3 separate regions of the Mus musculus genome follow, and regions 1 and 2 are each linked to region 3. The links are chromatin contacts, called in public targeted proximity ligation maps. All regions are on one chromosome and are shown on one strand. The core of a region is the stretch at or near the end of the contact, and the rest is flanking DNA. Distances in the headings are between cores, read along the strand shown.

The links.
Region 1: a contact with region 3 is called in a targeted proximity ligation map of pancreatic cancer cells. A contact is called at or near these places in 2 of 484 Hi-C or Micro-C datasets (cortical neurons and nephron progenitors), 10 of 130 datasets of targeted methods (embryonic basal ganglia, embryonic stem cells, kidney and 1 more) and 1 of 9 other capture datasets (embryonic stem cells).
Region 2: a targeted proximity ligation map of pancreatic cancer cells shows a contact between it and region 3. A contact is called at or near these places in 1 of 484 Hi-C or Micro-C datasets (cortical neurons), 2 of 130 datasets of targeted methods (the NIH/3T3 cell line and pancreatic cancer cells) and 1 of 9 other capture datasets (adipose tissue).

Annotation. Positions count from the first base shown.
Region 1 is chr19:28,174,167-28,178,368 of GRCm38.p6, forward strand. No RefSeq gene overlaps it. Among named protein-coding and RNA genes, the nearest start is that of Rfx3, 170 kb to the left of the region's middle.
Region 2 is chr19:28,297,619-28,302,128 of GRCm38.p6, forward strand. Glis3 (GLIS family zinc finger 3) reads right to left here. Exons shown (of 11, transcript NM_175459.6): 8 at 1,160-1,328. Among named protein-coding and RNA genes, the nearest start is that of Gm35866, 64 kb to the right of the region's middle.
Region 3 is chr19:28,567,329-28,571,361 of GRCm38.p6, forward strand. All of the region lies in intron 2 of Glis3 (GLIS family zinc finger 3), which reads right to left. Among named protein-coding and RNA genes, the nearest start is that of D930032P07Rik, 110 kb to the right of the region's middle.

The sequences.
Region 1 (4,202 bases), core at 1,610-4,109, 390 kb before region 3:
AAAGAAAGAAAGGACAAGAGAGAGACAGAGACAGACAGAGAGAGAGAGAGAGAGAGAGAGAGAGAGAGAGAGAGAGAGAGAGAGAGAGAGAGATCATCATGGGGGCCTGTTAGACAATATCATGTAAAAGAGCCATTTTAAAAACTAACCATACATGTAAGAAATTTGGTAGGAGCACGGCCCCGAGTACAGGGAGTTATGGAAGTCTACAGTGTTGGTCTTATGGTATCTGGATATCCATGATTTGGGGAGCACTTGGTTGGTGGGATCAAGGTGGAATTCCATGTATCCTACAATGGGCTGACAGTCCTGAACTGGGTACTGAAGGATTGTTCTCTCTTAATTGAATTTTCAAGTCACAGACTTTTTAGTTTGAGTAGCCAATTATGTAATTAAAATAGTTGTTTATGGTGAGCCACATGAAGATCCTTACTTGTTTTTAATATAAAAACACCAGGAAGTTTTACATGGTTGTAATATGCATTGAATTTTCTAGGTGAATATTACCATGTGTTATTATCCATCTGATTGGAACCATAAGACTGTAAGTATTAAGAATGATTTGTCTATTTTTATACTATATATGTAGAATATATTCATGAATATACAATGTATGCATATATATAAATAAACACGTGCATATTTTGAGTACTAGGCACTATTAAATCATATAACACATTTCATTATGCATTCACATCAATTTTATTTTTAAAACATAAAAAAATAAATGGAGTGATACTAGCCAAATGCTACTTTATCGCCTCATCTTAAGTGTGCAAGCATTTCACTCCATTATTATTCTCCATTATTATATAGTGGAGCTGTTCCCACACACTTACATACTTAAAACATAGGATTTTGTTGTAAAACCACTGTCTCTTCATTGCCCACTGTGGTAGAGTAAAACTACTATACTGTTACTATACTATACTGATTTTTGAACTTACGTTCCAAGAGAAAGTGTTTCGCCTGGAAGTTAATTTCAGAATAGTGCAAGGACTAACACAAACCAGTCAACCTACAGGACAGCCAGAATCAGGACACGCAGAAATATTGAGTAAAGAAAGCCAAAGATGGGGCTAGAGACATGGCTCAGAGGTTAAAAGTACTGACTGCCCTTCCAGAGGTCCTGAGTTCAATTCCCAGCAACCACATGGTGGCTCAAAACCATCGTAATGGAATCTGATGTCCTCTTCTGGTGTGTCTGAAATTGGGATACCCCTTGCCTCAAATGTGTCAGGAGGTTTGTTGAAATGTGTTTGACTATTTAAGAGAATAAAGAAATGCTAAACTGAAAGCTCAGAGAGTCTTGTTCTCCTTTCATACGTAAACACTTACAATTCAAGCAGTAATACCTTCATTCTATTGCTGTCTGAACTGGGACAGACTACCTGAGCTTACTTCAGAGAAACACAGGCTCAGGTGTACATTTGAGGGTTTGTATTTTTAAATACATGCAAAACTAGGGAATCAAGCCTATTCCATGTGGTTCCATAGCCACTGGCCGGTTGAGGGAACTTCTTCACTGTCTCCAGCTCATAGTGACCTGTTGTTAGTTTATCAAAACCGTCTGATCCCTGATTATGGGAAAGATGCAGTGAAAGATCCAACATGGGCTCTGCCTTTTGGTATTTTCAAAGAATTACATGATAAGTCAACACACTGGAACATTGCAAGCCACCACTCCACCTTGCCTCTCTGGGCATACCACCTCATGTATCAAGGGTAGAATCTGTTTTCTGTTTCTTTAAATCTAGACAGCATTTTTTGCCTTGTTTTTGGCTCAAAGGATATGACATAAATCTGGCTGTATCATTGCATTACATAGCCTTTAAGATCTGTTCGAGATCTGAGATGCTCTACCAAAATACTCAACCACCCTCTAGACAATGATGTCAAATCATCCTCTAGCTATCCCAGCTTCCATATCTGAGGCAGTAGGCAAAGGATGAAGCCATATTGGGTGCTCCAACCCAGTAGAAATGTTTCTAGCTATGCTACATAGCAGAGAGGAGCCCTGCTTAAAGCCCTGATCCATAGACCAAATGCACCAAGTGTTTTATTTTTTTTTTAAGCAATTAACTTTGGGTTTGTTTAGTATATGGTAGTACATATTAGAGAGAGAAGATAAGAATAGAGATTAGGAGCTATGGAAGAGAAAGAGCCCTAAAGGTAAGGTGAAAGGGATTAGGGGAAATAGAGTTTAAGCTGAACTTTAAAGGGATGAGCAGCTCTGAGAGCCACGTGTCCATAGTCTTCCCCCAACCATTTCTCACCCTAAGATAGGAGCCCTTGTCCTAGAAGCAAAACGCCACAGATGACAACAGATTAAAGGTACAAGAAAAAGGCCCAATGGCCAGAGTCTCTGCCACCTGGATAAGGTGATGGTCCTCAGAACCTTATTCCTCGGTGTGCTCGTACCCCTCCTCCCGCCCCACCTCTCCCTGGTTATTCTCTTTTTCTCACTGACATCTTCCCATTTCTCCTCAAAGGCACCCCTCAACTTACCCAAGCACCTCTATTTCCTGCCATAATAACATTCTAATATTTTCCCCCATGTTTTCATTTTTATGACTTCAATAAAAGGAGTGATTTTCCCTAGCAGGTACCCTTGAAGGGGTTGTAGAATTATATGGTACCCAGTGTGCAATTAATTCGTTATGAAGAAGAAAAAAAAAAGATGTGTGTGTGTGTGTGTGTGTGTGTGTGTGTGTGTGTGTGTTTTCCTACAAGGGAAGCAATAAAAGTGACTTTTGCTAACTTTCTTCTCACAATTTCTAATGAGTCAACATGTGTTGAGGAGAAATTAGTCAGAGCAGAATGGATCCTGTTATGCAGTTCCACTTTTGTAAGCATGAGTCAGAGATTCCCGTGTGGCTGTGCCGTGAGCACCTGGCTGCGATGAGGAAGGCTGGGGGTAAAAGAACTCTTTCTTGAAAACTTCGAAAAGTAGCAGAGAATCCCTCAGAGTGTGAAGGAGAAAAAGAACAAATACCATGGTCAGAATTTAGTTTCATTATTATGGGAAAATGAATGACGTTGCTCTCCCCTACCCCTCTACCTGGTGACAGTTTGTAATTGACCAGGCAAAGCCCCTACTGTGCTATATAAAGTAAATGGAAAAGAGATGAGAATTCAGCAGATCTGACCTCTCAATACACACACACAAACATACACACACACATACACACACACACACACACACACACACACACAAATACATGTGTGCACATGCACTCGCACCCTACCTTTGACCATAATATCCTTTGTATGCTTAACTTGAGTTGCCATCTATGTAAGGTATTGAATTGGTAGAGGGGAGGAAGTTCAAGATGCATGAGATCTTGCCTGTAGGGTCAGAGATTGGTAGATAAGTGGAAATAATATCATAGCGGGAATTATTGGGTATATTATTATTACTGTATCTACAGGGTGCTTTGCAAAAATATGATTTGTGAGCAACTATCTACCTTCAGGTTCAGCAGGTATTTCCAGTTGGGATTTGTTAAAATCTTACAGTATGCAACATAGGATCTGGACACATACATACTGTATTTGTGGGAACCCGTTGACAATTAGTCAACTAGGAATAAATTATATTCCAGAACAACAATGTTTTTAACGGCTGAGAACCAAAGGTGGCAGTAACACAGCGTAGTCCTAACACAATGAAGCTGGAAACATACCATGCCAAGGCTGAGTTCATGGCCTTTGCTACTGCACATAGTTTCAAATACGCCTGGTAAAATGGATCTTTTCAGTATCTAATATTGTCAAGGTAGGGCAGCAGTGTATTTGAATAGTCATAGTATTAAACACTCAAATTCTTTGATTTTTTTTTTTTTACAAACAAGATTGAATTAGTCAGTAGAAGGAGAAACATATGGGAGGGCACAGAAGTGGCAAGCAATTATTTTTAAGTTGGATATATTCAAGCCTCACTTCGGCAAGGACCCAACCAGTAAATATCACTGTGGGAACGCTAACATGGAAACTGGTTTCATCTTTGTTTATTTTGTATTGAATAAACATTGATGGGGAAGCTGTGTGCAGGGTGTTGTGCCTCCTACAGACCTGCTCATCCATCTGCCTGGTCAACCTTTCTGTGGAGATAGAGTTGCCAGGACCACAAACTCAGCGTGTCCAATTGAAACTCATCTGGCCCCAAACCTGTTCAAGCCGTCTGTGTTTCCTATCTGGGT
Region 2 (4,510 bases), core at 358-2,857, 270 kb before region 3:
CAGGCTCTACTGAAGCCAGCCTGTTATCACCCAACCATTTATCCATTTGCATCCGGCACGCTTTTACCCTGAAGGGCCAAGACTTTGTGCTCGCTGTGTGCCCTCATCTCTTCCATATCCAGCCAGCATCCTTACTGTCTGGGATGCTCTTCCCCTTCACCTATGTGGAGAAACATCCCTTTCTCTTGATGCCTATACAGCCCTTCCTTTTGCTCACTGAGAAGCTGTTTGGGTTTGCGGTTCACAGAAACAGATGCATGTGGGGAGCAGAGCAGCGGCATGAGCACCCACTCTCAAACCCAAACCTCGAAAGCCACTGGAGAACTCAGAAGTAAAAATAACACAGAACATAGAGTTCTTTAACCACAGAAATTCCTTATACCAACCAAAGGCATTGCGTGAACAGTCGCTTTCTGATCAGTCACATAACATCTTCTGTCACCTTATAATCTTTTCCCATCGTGCTCCAGTTGGGAAATGAACTACTGCCCATGGCCTGTGTGTTGAGGCACTGCCCTGGCACCTCCTTGAAGTGCTCTGAGGAAGTGGGGCCTAGTGGAGGGACTTTAGGGGCAATTGGGAATATTGTCCTTTTCTGTCTCTCTACTTCCTAGGCATCAGGAGGTGAAGAGGCCCCCTCTGTCACATGTTCCCACCTGATGAGCCCAAAGCAGCATCCAGTGACTATAGGCTGAGTTCTCTGAAACCATGAGCCAAGACCAACTTTCTTCTTTTTTGTGCCCAGTCATTCTGTCAATAACAGAAACACGCCCAGCACACAAACTTGCATTGCTATCTGTGAAACTATGGTACCATTCCTATCCAGAGAACTCCTCAACTCACTGGTAACTGAGCCCCAAAGCAAGATGGAGAGAGGTGGCAACTGTTGGTCATTGCGATACAGTTTCCAGGTCCTGACACCTGAGCTGTCCACTGCCGGTATCATTTCATTTATTACACACACACATATATATAAAATGTAACAGATAATGAGATATTTGGTCCACATACTTGGTGTATGTTACTTTTAAAATGTCACCCCTGGGTAACTCAACCCACCAACAGATTATTAATAAAATTCAGCAACTGTCAGAGCTCTTCTCGGTAGAGGGAGGCTTGGCGGCGACACCTATTATGAGAGAGCGACAGATGGCCTTACCTCTCAGCGCCTGCGTCCACAGCTGTGAGTGGAGGTAACTGGGAGGAGGGGTTGTGGGGGCTCCCCTGTACATTATGTCCTGGAGAAGGGTGACTGACAGGATGTGGGGGTGGCCCAGCCCCAGCAGCTGTTCCACTTCGAGTTGAATGATTGCTGGCGAAAATGGGAGCTGAAAAATCAAGAGAGAGGCAGCATGAGCTGGTGCCCTGAAGGGGGCCCACATTTTAAACACCAAAGCTGACAGCGAGCATATTTCAGGGGCTTGTTTGTTTTTCTCTGAGTGCCTTTTTGGGAACAGTTCTCCCCTTCCTGGATACACACAGCTTTTGTTTCTATGGTGGAACAGGTTCCCTGGCTCTTGTGCCTTCACCGCCATCTCGGGAGCTCCGTCTGAACTTGCCCCAGGTTCACCTTGGCCTCTGAAGTGCTGTGTGCCCTTGCCAGCTCCCTATCTGGTCATTACAATTAATCTTGTGCTGTTTGCTTCTGAGCAAAGGTTTCTGTGTGCTCTTCAGTCACAGAGGATGTTCGTTGCATAATGGCATGTTCAGTCAGCTGACTTGCAAGGCGCTCGGCATGGCCCTTCTACCTCTTCTCGCTGTGCAGCAAGATGCTGTGGGCCAGGCCTCGGCTTTCTCTGCCATTGCCACACGTCAGCACAAAGACAACAGAAACCACCTGACTGCAGCCAACACAGGGTCCTGGACTCTGAACTAAGAGCCTGAGAGAGAGAGAGACTGCAGACATTTCCATGATGCTGTGATGAACCCTCGCTCTCATTCCAAAGAGGCCCTCATACATAGCTCTGGCTCTGTTCCCACCACTGTCCCTCACACACGGAGGGTGACTCAGAGCCTCGTTCTTGGGGCAGCCTCACCTTTGAGCACTGGAAAGGACGTCACACTTTCCTGTGTGCCCATTTACATGAGCTAATTGGTAAGACGTTGCCTGATAGCTGAGGCTTGTCACTTCCAAAGTCACTTGTATCAGAGAGGAAGGACCCTTACTGTGGGGGACCTACTTGGCAGACATCTCATTAGGCTGTAATCAGGCGACAAGATTACCAGTGATGCCCTTCACTTCCTTCTTGGTATACAACTCTGTTCTATGCCCATTTCTGCCCCTTTTAAGCTTTACTAATATCAAAGAACAAGTGGATTTTTTTTTAATTAAAGAAATCAAGTTCAGGATTAAGAAAGTCATATTATCAAAAAGATCTGAAGGTTGAAGAGTTCAGGGAGTTGTATTTTTAGACCAGTATCACTTTCACCCAACCTCACCAGGATAGAATTAAGACCCCAGATGACCCAGCCCCCAAAGGACTGATCCAATGGCATCGGAGTTCAAGGACTTACAGGAGCCTGTGAAGAGGCAAAATTACCATCTTCCCGCTCAAAAAGCTACTGACATGGGTGTGATCTCATTTGAAGGGTTTATTTTTGGTAAATCAGCATCCTGTCAGGTTCACTCCTATCCTCAGAAACCTTCAACCTTCCACAGTCCTCTAAGTCCTCAAGTGGCAGCGAGGCCAGAAAGTGCTTACCGGTTCAAAAAGTCAAGCCCAGGCTTCTCTTGTGCACGTCAGCTTCCATGAAAGTGACGCGTCTGCAAACTCGCTGGAGTCACCTTATGAATCACTGCCCTCATTTGTGCCCTGCTGGCTCAGGGAACCACAATTCTGCCTGTATTCCCCATAATAATGTGGCCCAAGGGAGAAGGTTGCTTGGATGGGCTGTAGCAATAGTTAGTTTCAACACTGGTGTTTGTCAGCATGAAGCCTGGGTTTTAAATAGTGCTCTAAAAATGAACGGGATAATAGGTCACAGAAACCTGACCGTGAAACACAGCTACCTTTAAGAAACTCTGCTTTAGGTATAGAGACAACAGCTTTCTTTTATTTTGTAATTGTGGCTGAACATACCCATCGCTTATTCATGCCTAGAGATATTTTTGTTTGTATGTGCTTACATTTATTACAAGGGAAGTGCTGCCCTTACTGTTTATAACCTCGTGGGCAACAGGGCAACTTGGTTGCACATGCGAAGTTTTCGATATGGTTCAACAGAAAATAGGGTGTTTCCCAAAAGTTTATAGTAACTGCTTGAGTTGGATTTGACAGTAGATACAATTACATAGCTAGACAATTCAGTGTCATTGATCGCCTGTCACTGAAAGTGAGGACTTGCTGAAGGACACTGCTTTTTCCCAGCCAAGTCACAACCAACACCTATCACTCATTCGTCCATCTATCCATCCATCCAACATTATTTTAAACGGTATGTCTGCTATGTATTTGGCTAGTCTACCATTTGTGTGTTTCTGTCCTCGACAGAGTTTCAGCTTGAAGACAAAGAAGCACAAGTATGCATTAATTCTATCAAAATACCAAGACTTACTAATGCAGACCTCTTAACACTGTCCCAACACTTTAACACATGAATCTGTGACTCTACTCAAGCTAGATAATTAACCACACATGGAATTTATTCCAGCAGTTTCTCCTTCAGGACTTCTGCCATGTCCTCTACCCTGACATACTTAGTTTAGAATGTTTGCCTTCCTCTCCCTTTCTCCTCTGCTGGGGACCGAACCTGGAACATGATGCATGTTAAGAAAGTGAGCTACCCTGCAGCTACAGCCATGGTCTCTTTTCAGATTCTCTAAGGAGCTGAACACTCCACAAATATTTGTGGAGTAGCTACCATATGGCAGACACAAAACTTGCTCCTGGGTTAAGCTATAAAACAAGACATAGCTTTTATTACCAACTTCATTAATTCATGTTTGCTTTTCGAATGAATAGAGACAAATAATCTAAATGCCAATAAAATCTAGCTTAGGGCTCTAATATAGAGGTAGAAATTTTATCTAACATTTTCTATTCAATTCTGATCAAAGATTGCCCCAGGGTTGTATTAATTCTCTCACATTTGTAAGCAGACACATGTCTTAACCTCAGGGCATCCAAGAGTCCTGGAGCAGAAAGCCAGAGGTATGTGGTGCAGTTGAGGAAAGGTCTTTCCAAGCTTTGTGAAGGTACAGTACGAAGGCCAGGAGGAAGTGGTGGTGCAGAGGGTGTGTGGGGCAAGCTCTCTGAGGTAACTGGCATGAAGCTGATGGCCAAAGGTAGGGTCTTCCAAGAGCTATTGGGTCACACACATGTCCACAGCCCTTTCCTTTATAACTATAGCTGGTTCATGACACTGATATGGGAAGTTCCTCTACCAGGGACCCCTTGAGAAGAAGAAAGTGAGTGGTTCAGGCTTCAATTTAAAGTCTGAATTGGAAGGCATTTGAATAGTTTCTTATATAGGGTACCATCAATCACTTGTTCTGCAAAAGAAAGCAAAC
Region 3 (4,033 bases), core at 1,508-4,007:
CCTCAACCATGAAGGACACAGTAACCCTGAGAAAGCAGAAATGTAGCCCAGTCACAGGAAGTACTTTCTAGAAATCAGAAGGGATGGAGGACTCTTTGTGAAGCACAGAGCTGTTATCTTTGGAAGAGATCAAGGAGGACCAGGTGCTCAGCATACAGCAAATGATTCAGGATGGAGAAGAGGGAGATGTCTAGTCTCCCTACGTAATGTGAAATGGGGGTGGTATAAACTTAACTTCTCTAAATCATACAGACAAAGAAGTAAATGAGTTACCAAATCCCTCCCAGCTTAAACATGTCTAAATAAACACTGCATTTACTCTTCTCATCAAATTAAATTTCAAAAGTGCTATAAAAGAAAATTAAATTTAATATGATGACAAGACATAACATACGTGACATACACAGTAAGTTTCTTATATACAATCTATTATAAACATCAAAAATATAATTCAAAAAATCCAAATTCCCAATAACAGCATGTAATATAAAGAATGCTTCACTGTCTCCATGAAGATATAAATATAGATACATACATGTTCCTAGGAATGAAAAATAAATATAGCAAAGAATGTTGATGCTTCTAACTACTTTATAGTTTACTGTAGTTTCATCTTCTGCATTATTGATACTTTATTGGAGGGAGGTACACTGGGTGGCAGAGGACGTTGAGAAGGACCGGTTAAACTTATTACAGAGCAGATTCGAAAGATCATGACCTCAGATATATAATAATTAGCACATGAGGTCATTATAAACTAATAAGGAAAGGGATCAATAAAAAGTGAAAGGGCAACCTGTGACACAGCTGAGTGGGAAAGGAATGTTGATTTTCCATTTGCGTTATAAATGTTTCTGATGATCTGCTGCTGAGGTAGAAAGCCATTTTGTAACTTGGCATTCTCAAAGCAATAACATTGCTTTCTATGGCTCTCGGAATTGAATGGTCTGTGTGGAGTCTCCTAGGGCAGTGCAGTCAGATGTACCTGAAGGCTGGATGGATATCTAAAGCCACTCCCCTCCATGCTGCCAAGGATGCTAGCTGTCAGCACTGGGCTCAGCTGGAGCCACAGTGGGAGCACAGGGCCATGGCTCATGACTTGGGCATCTCACAGAATGGTGGCCATTCCAAGAGGTGGAAAGCGGAGCCTTTCATATCAGTTAAGGACCACGCCATTGGGGCTTGAGAGATGGAAGTGGGAAGCAGGAAGTGAGCAGCAGGGCTGGGTGTAAAGCCTTTGCTGTACCAACATTGAGATCTGACCTCAGAGCCCCAGCACCCATCTAAAAACTGGACGCGACCACTGAGAAAGCAGAGACATGTGAGTTTGGGGGACTCACTGAACAGCCAGTGGAGCTAAAACACTGAGTTTCTGATCCCATGAGAAATCCTGTTTCAACAGGTAAAATGAAGAGGGATGGAGAAAGATGTCTAATGTTGTCCTTTGTCCTCCACATATGCAAGTATGGATGAGTATGCTTATACACACACACACACACACACACACACACACACACACACACACACACGAGGGGGGGAGGGGGAGGGGGAGGGGGAGGGGGAGGGGAAGAGGGAGAGGGAGAGGGAGAGGGAGAGGGAGAGGGAGAGGGAGAGGGAGAGGGAGAGGGAGAGGGAGAGGGAGCAAGCCAAGCTCACTTCTGCTTTGTTACTGGCCACACAAGTCTCAAGACCCACCAAGGTTCAGAAGGCAAGACAAACAGACTCTTTTCTTGGCTGTGGAATAGCACAGGGAGTGGGGAGCCATGGCTTCTGGCATCACTGGCAAACACAACCCCAGGAAAATAAAAGGCAAAATATTAAAAGCAAAATACAAAGCAACAAAAACAGAGATGCATTTGAATTTTTATTTCCTTTGCGATACAGTGACAAAATAAACACTATTACTATAAAAAAATATGTTGGCTTAATCAGGGTGACAAACAGAATTAAAAAGCTAACATAAGACTGGGAAATTAAGTAGAATTGTATATAAAAGCAATGAAGAGTTTTTATAAATCAGAACTATCGACAAGAATTTGAGGCTTAAACAGTTCCTAAAAGAAGGACCCAAGAGATGAGACAAAAATAGACAACATTATGCCTGCAGGTTGAGCTGACAGTGTAATGTGTGATATAAACCTATTGGGAAGGAAATTCTTAGCATGATAAAGGGTATTTAGAATATTCATTCGGCTCTGTAATCTATCTTGAAGAAATAAATGAAGGCTTACACCATCACTTAAGTGCTACTTACAATGATATAATTTTAATTTCTAAGAGTCCTTGATTAAATAAGCTGTGACTTCAGTACAATGCACGTGTTGGAAATTCTTCTGAACTTCAATTTTTATTTTTAAAAAGAACACTGAAGTACACACAAATTTATAACACATTATAAGGATAAGGAATATGAAACTTTAATAGAGTAAAATCAAAATGTATACCCACATATCCGCAGTCTAAAACTATTAATGACTCTTATCTCCCTATCTATGATGCACTAACAGGTCACTTTATTTTATTCTATATTCAATATTATAAAAGCTTTTACAGTAAACATGCAGACATTGATTTTTAAGGGGAAAATGCTATTTAAAGAAAAGAAAAACCAATGTAATATAAAGTAAGAGACTAACAAGGTCACATGCTATCGAGTCACTGCCAAAAGATTAAAAGCAAGAGAAGCACAGCCCTGCAGCCGGTGACCTGGGAGTCACTGACCCATCCCATGGCCCGTTCATCAGCAGCCAAGTCACTTTCCCAGGCACCCATCCCAGTCATGGCATAGATTCCTATGCAGTTGTGCAGTGGTAAAGCTGCCAGCTTTCTTCTCCCCAGATCAATAATTCACCCATTTGTTTTCAGTGCTGAGCCTTTTTATTTTGCTTCATTATTGTTGATGATGATTTGGTTTTTTTAGGCAGTCTTGCTACACAGCCCCATCTGACCTGGATTCACCAGGAAGTCCAGCTTGGCCTGGATCTCTCAGTCCCCCTACCTTAACCCCAGTGCCAGGATTATACTCACTTTCTACCATGCCCTGTTTTCAAATACAGTATGTATTGGGGGGGGATTCAAACAACAAGACATCAGCCACTAGCAATCTGTTAACTAAGGTTTCTTGGGCTTGCAGCTCTTAATTAGCTATAATAGCTGCTGTTTCTTCAGAAGGTTCCTCGCCCCTTGCCTTTCAAAGCATGCTGAACAACTTGTGAAAACATCAACTCAGGCTGCTGGGACTCAAGTTTCTGAGCCATGGATGGGGTAGAAGCTAAGCACCTGTGTCCACACGTCCCCAAACAATATGGACTAGCCCTTCTGAAAACCACTATTCCAGATCATTGTTCCCTACTCCTCACATTAGAAATGTATTCTTTTGCTTCTATAATTTTTGTCATGTATATTTTTCCCATATATGGAAGTCAGAAGACAATTTGCTGGAGCCAGTGTGTTCCTTCTGCCACAGGTATTCCAGAGATGAAACTCGGGTCATAAGGCCCGGGCCAGCAAATGCCTTCACCCTCGAGCCATCTCACCAGACTAAGTAGTAGACTACTAGCAATAATAATTGTTAATAACAATAATAATGGATAGCCTAAGTAAACTTCAGAATCTATCACTTCCGTTTAAGATGGAGCAATACATTCAAAAAGCAAGCCCAGCTAGTGTAGGCATGGTATCATACACCAGTAATCTTAGCACTAAAGAAGCTGAGGCAGGAAGATGGCATGTCACAGACCAGCTAGTTTAGTAGACCCTGTTTCAAATGAATAGAGACACAAGCCCAGCATCGTATTTTTAAAATGACCATTTATGCTGTAATTCTCAGCCAGTTTTCTTGATTGACAAGCCTGACATCCTTCAGCAACTATAAAGACGCGCTTCACTCTGGTCCCAGGCGAGGAAATAAATTCTTCTCAACATTCCTAGGGAAGGAGTCCTCCCTCCCCTCCTCTCCTCCCCTCTTTTGTCCTCTCCTCAATCTTTAATGGAGTCTCAGTCCTCCCCAATGAGACCTCTCCTTCCCACGCCT